Linked DNA regions of Mus musculus: region 2 is linked to region 1. Evidence: chromatin contacts called from public Hi-C data. All regions are on one chromosome and are shown on one strand. The core of a region is the stretch at or near the end of the contact, and the rest is flanking DNA. Distances in the headings are between cores, read along the strand shown.

Evidence for each region. Hi-C and Micro-C count contacts between places; a contact is called where the count stands out from the background.
Region 2: a Hi-C map of the N1E-115 cell line shows a contact between it and region 1, with 4 times the contacts expected there. The contact joins the promoter of Sybu here to the enhancer-like site in region 1. A contact is called at or near these places in 1 of 39 promoter capture datasets (embryonic stem cells), 1 of 484 Hi-C or Micro-C datasets (the N1E-115 cell line) and 2 of 115 datasets of contacts at active chromatin or transcription factors (astrocytes and embryonic stem cells).

The regions. Positions count from the first base shown.
Region 1 is chr15:43,982,194-43,987,458 of GRCm38.p6, reverse strand. No RefSeq gene overlaps it. Among named protein-coding and RNA genes, the nearest start is that of Tmem74, 110 kb to the right of the region's middle. Within about 2 kb of position 2,203, at least 3 of the 459 cell types and tissues checked have an H3K27ac peak or open chromatin away from gene starts, as enhancers often do. A contact at or near this core is called in the N1E-115 cell line, where this site is marked.
Region 2 is chr15:44,746,634-44,751,898 of GRCm38.p6, reverse strand. Sybu (syntabulin (syntaxin-interacting)) reads left to right here and starts at 3,227. Exons shown (of 7, transcript NM_001285840.1): 1 at 3,227-3,590. The coding sequence starts at 3,567.

The DNA of each region.
Region 1 (5,265 bases), core at 954-3,453:
TTTATAGCTTTTTCTTTTAATTAAAAAATAAATTGTTGAGGAGGCTTCAGAGAGTCTATGGGGGTAACCCTAGCTGAGACACCTAACAGCATAGGGTATGATGACTGAAGTTGCCCCCTCCTGTAGCCAGGGAGGAATTCCAATAGAGAGAGGGGAACATCAACCCATCCACAAAATCTTCAAGCCAAAATTGGTCCTGCTTATAAAAGATTCACAGAGATAAAGATTGAGCAAAAATTGGTGAACTGCCAACCAATGACTGGCCCAACTTGAGACCCAACCCATGCAAAAGAGACAACCATTGACACTATTAATGATACTCTGTTATGTTTACAGACAGGAGTTTAGCATATCTGTCTTCTGAGAGTCTTTATATAGCAGAAAGAAACAGATGCAGAAACCCACAGGCAAAGATCAGGCAGTGCTTGAGGAAGTCTTGTAGAAGAGTAGAGAACAGACCTGAGTAAGCTGGAGGAATCAGGAACATCCCAAAACCTACAGAGTCAACTAACCTGTGCCCATAGAGACTTACAGAGAATGAACCACCAACCAAAGAGCATGAGGGGCTTGATATAGGGCCACTACACACTTGTATCAGATGCATAGTTTAGTCTTCATGTGGCTCACCTAACAATTGGAGCAGAGGCTATCTCTAACTCTGTTGCCTGCCATTGGATTCCTTTCCCCTGACTAGACTGCCTAGTTGTGCCTCAGTGGGAAAGAATGCACTTAGTCCTACTGCAACTGGATGTCCCATTGCAGGGTGATACCCAAGTGGGGCTTGGAGGTAATGGGGGAGGGATTTGTAAGGGTGAGACTGGGGGGAGAGGAGGAAAGGGGGCCCTGATCAGGATGGAAAATGAATGAATGAATAAATAAATAAATAAATAAATAAATAAATAAATAAATAGATTAATAAAAATATTTTAAAATGTCTTAAAAGAATTTAAGGTTTTAATCACAGGTGAACCTCTTCATACTTCTTTTTTTTTTAAGATTTATTTATTATTATATGTAAGTACATTGTAGCTGTTTTCAGACACACAAGAAGAGGGAGTCAGATCTTGTTACAGATGGTTGTGAGCCACCATATGGTTGCTGGGATTTGAACTCTGGACCTTCGGAAGAGCAGTCGGGTGCTCTTACCCACTGAGCCATCTCACCAGCCCTTCATACTTCTTTTTAATTAAAACTTTAAATAATTTAGAAAAGAAAGTAGATTATTCTCTCACATAATATATCACAAGCAGTTTCTCTTCTCTCCACTTCTATGCTATCTTCCACCTCTCCTCTCCCCTATATCCACTTCCATTCCATTTCCTATTCGGAAAAGAGCAGGCCTCAAAGAGACAACAGCCAAATAGTACAAAACAACATACAATAAGGCAAGGGAAAAAAAAACACTTATATCCAGGCTGGATAAGGCAACTAAATAGGAGGATTTATATCTGTGTCTTCACTTGGATTCCAATAATTAATGGTCTGTTTTGATGCCAATACCATGCAGACCTTATTATTATAGCTTTGCAATCCAACTTTGAAATCAAGGATGATGATACCTCCAGAAGGTTTTTTATTTTTCAGGATTTCTTTACCTCTCCTGGAATTTTTGTTTTTCCTACGAAGTTAATAATTTTCCTTTCAAAGTCTATAAAGTTGTGTTAGAATTTTGCTGATGATTGCATTAATCTGTAGATTGCTTTTGGCCATTCTTACTGTGTTAATCCTACCCATTCATGAACATGGGAGATATTTCTGTCTTCTGAAATCTTCTTCAATTTCTTTCCTCAAAAACTTAAAAGATTTTTATCATACAAGTCTCTCACTTCCTTGGTTAGAATTACGCCAAGATTCTTCTCCTTCTTTTATTCCTATTATTCTTGGGTTTGGTCTTTCAGTAATACACCAGATTTTCTAATGAGATAGGCTGACTCCATGACAAACTTCAAATTGTCAATTCAGGAGACTAGGCCTGAATCTCAGTTTCCAAGAACTGGGAGAATCCAACCAACCCCAGGCAAGCCATTTACTCAAACAAAACAAAACAAAACAAAACAAAACAAAACAAAACAAAACAAAACAAAACAAAACAAAACAAACAAAAACAAAACCAACCCAGGCTTCAGGCAGGTAATCAGAAACTGCCCTACCATCAGAAGCTTCACTGCCACCTGGCCTGAGGCAAGAACAATCAGTCAGCAACAGTTTCCAGACTTCCCCAGCAACAGATTCCAGCCCCTGTGCCACAGTAATGGTTCTGGAATGTCCCTAGAGACAAAGTCAGAGTCAACAGATTAAGATAAAGATCACCTACTTCAGAATTTTCCATGTGTGCATTAAATTGGGCCTGAGAGCTCATTGGGTTGTCTCCATCTTGGAATGACACACACACACACACACACACACACACACACACACACACACTGGATTTCTGCAGAAGAAAAAACCTGCTCTTTGCTTTTGCATACTATTTGAGTCTGGTGTATAATTCTTCTGCAAACCAGGGACCCTTCATTTCCAGGATTGCCTCAGTCTGTGTTTTCTTTATTGGTTCTATTTCTCTTTTAGGGTTTTTTGTTTTTGTTTTTTGGGATTTTGTTTTGTTTTTCCAAGACAGGGTTTCTCTGTATAGCCCTAGCTGTCCTGAAACTCACTCTGTAGACCAGACTGGCCTCGAACTCAGAAGTTCGCCTGCATCTGCCTCCCAAGTGCTAGGATTAAAGGCATGCGGCACCATGCCCGGCTCTTTTTTAGGGTCTTGAACCACATTTGTTTCCTTCAACTATTTGTTTGTTTCTTGGCTTTTTAAAGGGATATTGTTTGTTTATATTCTCCTAGTTTTAGTTGAGGGATTAGTTAGGTTTTTTTTTTTTTTTTTTTTTTCCTTTGTTGAAATTTTGGATCTGTTGTGGTAGGACAGTTGGGCTCTGGTGGACTCATACTACCCAGGTTGTTTTGATTGTGTTCTTATGCTGGCATCTAGGCATCTGCAGTTGGGCTTATTATAGATACAGGTGCTGATCTTTTGGGTTGTCTTGGTTGGGTAAGAGTTTTCTTCCTTGGTTTCTGTTTTCTCTATAGATTTTCAGAGAATGTGTTAGTTGAGCGTTACCTGTTTTATTTGCTTGATTGGCTGGTGTGTTCATGGGGAAAGGCTGATCTGACAGACAAGGCTCATAGTTGAGCAGGGCATGTCCTCTGGAGTTGGAGGCTGGATCACAGCTTTGAGGCTAAAAGAGAAGGGTAGGGGCATAGGGAGATATGATCTGTGGGATCCACAGGAGGCATGCACAGCAGGGATGGAAAGTTGCAGCTGGTGTTCTGTTCTTGAAATACTGGTGATCCCGAAAATTGGGTCTATGTTTGGTGTAAGAGAGTGTGGAAGGGCCACAGGCAGCCTATCTTCTATAATTTTAGTAAAAATAACATACAAAAAAAGTGATACAAAGTAGAATGAACACAAAATAAACTTATTAAGAATTGATAATAAAAATAAATGTTCATAAAAATTATGTATGTGATTAAGAATATTCTGTTTCTTAACCATCAGGTTACTGTGCAACTGGAAGCTTCTGTTTCACTTCTAAGGAGTGAACTTAGGAAGACTCAGATACCCCAGTGTTTAGAAGTCTAGCTCTTCTCTTTTACTTATACTTTAGATTTTATTAGGATTGCATCAACTTCCTATCATTCTTTACAGAGAATATTAAGCGGCACTACACCTTTACAACAGGTTCTTCTCAGTGAGATGTCTTTGCAGAACTGCTACAATGGAGACAACCTTGGAGTCTCTCATCAGGGTAGAGTCAGCATGTCTGCTATCCAAATCCTTTAAGATGACACAGCCGCATGGACAAATGGGGAGATGAGTGATCATGTGGCCAGTACTTGCTACTCATCTATAATCCTATTTATCATCAAGTCCATAAAGCTCTCAAGTTAAACACTTATTAGTATTGTCTCATTCTGAACAGGTTCTCTTGTTTCAAACTTCATGTTTTTATGACATGACTATGCTTGATTAGTTAAATCAAGGCCATCTTGCTACACAGGCTATAGCAAATTTGTGTTCATTTAAATGTATGATGTGAATGAATCTTGTCTTGTTTGGACGACAAGAGAAAACAAATGCCTAGATTATAGCTTGCTTAGCTTGCTGTCATGGTTTAGGACAGTGATATTTTCTCCTTTTAAAGTTAATAGAAAAGGAGATGAAGAGGAAAAAGCAGCTTCTTTGGGCACCAATGCTTAGCTGTTGTTCTCAGTCATGATGTATGTTTCATATCTTGGATGTACATGCCCTGTTTGTAATTGAACACTAATGTCTTCGTTGAGTCATTGAGGAAATTGAACCAGAAACCTGTTGTGGAAAGCCCTGGGGCTAATTATATTTGATGTTAATTCCATTTTCCCTCCTGTGAGTGGTTAAAAACAAGGAATGAGTCAGCACTCAGGAGATTTCTTGTAAACCTGCTTCCCACCTTAATTTGTAAAATAAAGGAGAGCTGATGTTTGGGCAGATAAAAGGGAAGGTGGAGCAGAAGGTGAGAGAGAAAAGAAGGAGAAAATGGAAAGGGAGAAAAGTAGAGCAGAAGCACATGGCCTGGAGAGACTGCAAGTTCTGAGGGGTCTCATAAGCTGTGGAAGATGGTAGTGTAGTGGTAGATCTGCCCAATCCAGGCTTGCAGCATGTAATCATATTAACTATGTTGTGTTTTCATCTGTTGGGGCTTATTTGGGAGGGAATTAACTGCAAAAGAAACCATCATGAAAGAAGGAATCTATGCAGAAATTTTTCTCATGAGATGACAGATCCTCTGTGTTCTAGACAGAAAAGCATTTTTAAGGAGCGGTATTAGTTAGTGAAGGAAATTTCTTTGAGGGACTTTTAAGTAATATTAAAAGGGGTTAGAGCAGACTTTCAAATTCTGGGTACTGAGATGACTCCAATCACAAAATTTAGATCAAGACTTGGTTTTTAAAAGAAAGCAAAGGTCACAGCTATTTCTCATGCCTCCATCACACAAGCAAAGAGATACCTCCCACTCTGATTAACTCAGGGACTTCAGAAATAACGAACAAATGCAATCTGTGTCCCAAGTACACTTTTCAATGTGATACTCTGATACTTTAGAAAGACTTTAACTTCTAATTTATTTTGACTCGATAGCACTGATGCAGATTTACTAAATTTATTTTTCCCAAGTTGCAAGAAATGAGTCATAAAATCAACGACTTACACTTGACTCTCAAGGATTTCTACCA
Region 2 (5,265 bases), core at 1,978-4,477, 760 kb before region 1:
GTTTTTTTTGTGGAACTTGTATAAGATTATTATGTGAAAAGGCTCTGGCAATGTAAAGTTCTCTGCATATTAAAAGTATAGATCATTTCATTACAAATTTCACATAAAGAATACCTAGATTTGAGAAGTAAGTACCCAGACTTTGCTTTTCTTCCAGTCCATTACACCGAATCTCCTATATTTCTTGCCAGGATTAGAGAGGTATATTTAAAATCTCTAAGGGTTCAAGCCTTCCAAAGCAATTTATGTTTTCTAAAAATCTAGGAAACACTCATGTTCCCCCTCCCCCCTGTCAAGAAAATGCCACAAAATTACAAATCAGGACAATACAAGTACTTAAGTATAGAATGAAAGTGCTGCATAATAACAGACCGATGAAAGATGAATCGCTTAAACTATTAGATTATGTCTTTTGGATGCTATAATCCAAGTGTTACATTTCTCCTAATGACATGAGCAACACTTGAATGAATTAAAGGCAACATAGATAATGGTTATTTGTAAAAACTCGACTTTTAGGACAGCAGAAAAACAGGCTTGGCTTCCAAAAGTACAGAGCTCAGAGGCATCTAAACAGTAAACCATCAGCGTTTCCCTCGGTAAGGTTGCTATGGTGACAGTGAGGCTACTGCACAGCATCTCAGTGCCTGCCCTTCTGCAGTAAAAAAGCTTTCCCTGAACACATGTTGGATTTTTGAGGCACACATCCCATCATTAAGTACAAGGACAGCTTTATCTGAATCATTTGCTAAACAGGAGTTGTATCTATGTTTTCATCCTGTACCAGTGGGCCCTATATAGGGTTGTGGAATTCATTCATTTAGCAGTTATGCATTGATGCTACTGTATGGAAGGAATTGTGCCAGGCCGTATTTACAATGTACAATAAAGACAAGTGAGGGGGGGGCAGTTATGAAGTAGGATCATAACAGCTTTCCTAGGGCAAGCACAGGTGTCCTGCACGGATCTGGGAGGTTTCCTGAAAGAAGATGTCTAAAATTAAACTTACTCTCTTTCAGAGTGGAGGAGGATGGGTGGGTAGATTGTGAGAAATGTAAACAGGGTATCAACACTGTGCAAAAGTCTAGAGGGAAAAGGGGCAAAGAACATGAGATCTCCAGAGAACTAAAGACTACAATTTGAATAACAGCCATGTGTGGATGGAGAGAAGGCAGCGGGCTGAGGGGATGTGGGAAGGGCAGGGGACACCTGTAGGAGCAAACGCAGCAGTCAAATCTTGAAAAGGCTAGGTGCCATCTTGAGAGATTTCAGTACCACCTGCAGGGAAACAGGGAGTTATTAAGGAGTTTAGTGAAGAAGCATAGTTTCACTTAGCTTTGCTTAACAGAGGTCTGAAGATCACCTCAGTGCTCAAACACTGTCTTGGCAGAGTACTTATTAAACAGGCACAAGACACCCCCCCTTCCCCTCAATCTCCTGCACTACCACAAACAAAATGACACCAAAACAATACAGAAAAAAGCAAACAATCAAACCAAGCAAAATCAGGTGAAACCGTGAGCAATTTGTTTTCTCTAAAAGCTTTTTCGAAAACAAAACACCCCACCCCACCCCCCAAAAAAATAAACTTAATTGGTTAGAAAAGAAGATGGTCAGCCTGGAAACAGAAGAACTTCATTGGCTTGCTTTGGAAATAACTCAGAGCAATCAGACTCCAAATGAAGATACCAAATGAGAACGAGGGTGTGGATGTTGGACAAGAGGGGTTGTATTTAAGTCCTGTTACCAGGGTAGAATGGAATAAGGTTTGAGTCACTATGAATGGTGCTGTTGGAAAGCAAAAGACTGGTTTGGAGGACAAGACAGAAACTGCCTCTGATCTTAGCAACTCTGTAGACAGTTTCTGCCTCTAAGGTCTCTACCACCAGTTTTCAGTTCTCAGGGAATGCAGAAGTCCACAGTTCATTCCTGTCTTGTAATTTACAACACTGGGCACATAGTTTTAGAAATAGTAAATTGTATCAATCCTCTTAGGCCTACCTTGGTGAGGTCCACAGTTAAGAGAGTTATGGGTTTAGAAAGGTTGAAGTAGTCACTTCTGCTCCAGAGAATCTCAAGATTATGTCTCTGTTAAGTAGATCAAAAGGGGATAAGGATTAGTGGAATATAATCTCTTGGGGTTTTAGGAAGCAAACAAGTGGATTCCACTAATCTTTTAACTTTAGGATCTCTCTGAACTCAGTGCATTCCTGGTTTTCGGAGTTGGTATTCAGAGGAGAGCAAGCAGGACAGTGGAATTTGAGCTACATTACCTATAATCACAATCCTCAAACGTAAGACCCCAGGTGTCAGAATGAGACTGATCACTGCTCACACTGCTACCTAGAATATTCTCTACCTGAGTGAAGGCTGTGTAAGTCATAAATGTTGAAAGCCAATCACCAAATAGGATTTGAGCATAGCCCAGCAAGACTGTCAGTCATTCTGTTCTCAGAGACATTTTGAGCTTATTAAGCATGAGCTTTTTAAAGCATCACAAGTGCCTTTTTCTGCCTGTCCTGTAAAAATAATATCTGCAGATACTGGACCAGCTGGATCTGACCTAGCCGCTCATTGGAAGGTTTTGCTTTGTCAATAGGATAGAGTTGTTTTCTTGTCGTCACTTATCCCTCCCAGCTGTCCTTCAGGTGGGTATTATTGTCCCTCCTGTTAACAAGGGCCAACTTGAAGAAGAGTCTCAGCTTGAAAGAACCTGTGTGCTGTTTCCTCTACACACAGGAATTCCAGGGTCTCCTTTACTTGTAGTCAGGCAGCAGTTAGAGAACTGGGAATGAGTCTGCGTGCTGTGTCTCAGGCTCCTGCCTCCTGGTGTCAGCTGTGTTTCCCTGCCACATTAGGCCTTCTGATGCAAACCCCTCCAAGGAGAACCGCAGTCTTGAAGGTCCTGTAACCTAAGTGCTGTATCAATACTGTAGCATAGGCTTAGCTGGGTTTCAGGTGGACCAGAAGACCCCACCACACAACCACCCTCAGGCGAAGTCATTGTAGAGAATCATATGTTTACTTAAAACCTAGAGGTTACAGGGGGACAGCGAGTGGGGAGGGTGACTTTCCCTCTTTTTCCATCTTGGCCGTCTGATGTCGCAGCTTTCTCAGCCTCTCCATTGGATTTTCACCCCCTGCCAATCCTGGACCAGTGGACACCTCTGGGCTGGCAGTACTGCAAATAAGCCTCCGCCTGCCCGCAGTGGGTCGGGCCTTGGAAGGGAGGGGCGCTGAAAGCGGGACGTGGCGAGTGACCTGGTGGGTGCTGCGCTCCGAGGTGCTAGGCAGCTGTTCCGGGCCGCAGGTGAAGGCGGCGACCAGGAGGCGCCTCCGGAGCCGCCACGGAAGGTGGCACCACGTGCCCGGCGGGGCGGGGCGGCGGGCGCGCCCTCGGAGCCGAGCGCGACCGCTGGCGGGGACGCGGCGAGCCCGCTGCTGCTGCCGCACGCAGCCTCGGACTCAGTGCTGTCTCCTCCCTTGCTCGGTGCTCACAGGTGCCTCCTCCTGGACGGCGGCGGCGGCGGCAGCGGCGGCGTGGGGAGCCGGCAGGCAGCAGCGAAATGGGGCCCCTCCGAGAGAGCAAGGTAAGGGGACAAGCTCCGTGACAGGGTCAGAGGGTGCTTCAGTAAAAGGCAGGGTGGGCACAGCTTGCCTAGGAGAGGGCCAGGTGAGAGGTGGACGCTGGCGTTCAGGGTCCAAGCAATGAGTGGTGCTGAGTAGAGCAGAGAAGCAGAGGTATTCCGATGGGATGTGGCAGATGGGGAGGTGGCACTACAGGAAGAGATTTGGGGGATTAATATGATTTAAAAGATTGACTTTAGAGGGTTAATCCTAGCTCCTGAAGCTGTGGCTTGAGGTGAAGCTTTTAGCTGGTGTCATGTGTTTGCTTGAGTGTGTAATATGTAAAAGGCATTTGGTGTATTTGTGACTGAGAAATAAAGACTGCAGCGTGACAGTGACCCAGCTCATGAGTCTGCAGTGTGCCAAGCAGAGTGACTGGCGTGGGATACCTGCTGGGTGACTGATGGGCTAGACAGATCCAGAGGCTGGGTGTGGCTTACACGGAGAGGATGGCACAGATGCCTGAGCCAAATTCCAGGCTGCAAAGGGTTTTTCCTGTGGAGGCTTCTCAGAGGTGTTCATTTTGGCCTTGACCCTTCCTGGTAAGCTTAGGAAATAAGTAGGAGGTCATGTTGGGAAATGGCATTTGCTATTTTAGCCAAAGCCCTCTTTCAGTTACAGAGGTCGGAAGGAACTGTGGAATTTTTGCAAAATATAAAATAAAAAATAAAAATAAAAAAGCTCTTCCTGGGAATCTGGCTTAACACTGCCAAGTAGTGGTGACCCCAAAAATACTCTGTCTGAAATCCTCTCTTCTAGATGATGTTTAGCCTTCGAGTCTTTGAACCTCGGTTTCTTCATCTGTACAGAAGTACTTGAATAAGTGTTTGTTGCAGATTGGGGTATAAAGATCCATTAAATGAGCTAATGGTGGAGACAAAACTTGTTTTTTATAATTGTTATTTAGTTGTGTGGGGAGGGGTATTGTGGGTGCCATGGCATGTGTGGATGTCAGAGAAAAACTTATAGGAGTCCTCTTCTTCTACCTTGTGTGTCCCAGGGATTGAACTCAGGTGGGCTAGCTGGGCTAGAAGCACCTTTACCTACTGAGCCATTTTTGATGTCAAGGAAAGGGACTTTTACATTGAAAACATTGTCAAAATATAGTTCTTAGGCATTTTTTAAAAACCAAAGTGTGGCAGGGTCTTAAAAATGGATTTCTAAATGGAGAAACTTTTCTTCTCCTGGTTGTCCTTTTGGAAAAGAAAAAGCTAGATGTGATGTAAAAGGTGGAGCCATTTTCCTGGGGATTAGATGTGTTTGCTTTTCTGTTGGCAGCAAGTCTTGTGTACCAGGATATTAATGAATAATTAAGAGGCTGTCCGGAAGAGGAGGGATTTTAAAAATAAGTGTGTGTGATCCATTTGAAAAGAATTGTTCTCGGCATACAGGTCTAGTGTGTGAGGAGACAGAAAAACAGAGGTGAAATTGTCAGTTAATTCGGGAATAACACACAAGAGTCTAAAGGAAAAGATAAACCAATAAGCATAGGTGCACTGTGAGAGCCTTGGAGCTTGAGCTAGAATTCGATTGAAAGATAGAGTGAGGATGTAAGCCAGGAATGGCTTGGAGATGTGGGATGGCATTTATGGTGATGGGTGGTGTGTGTGTGTGTGTGTGTGTGTGTGTGTCCTGTAG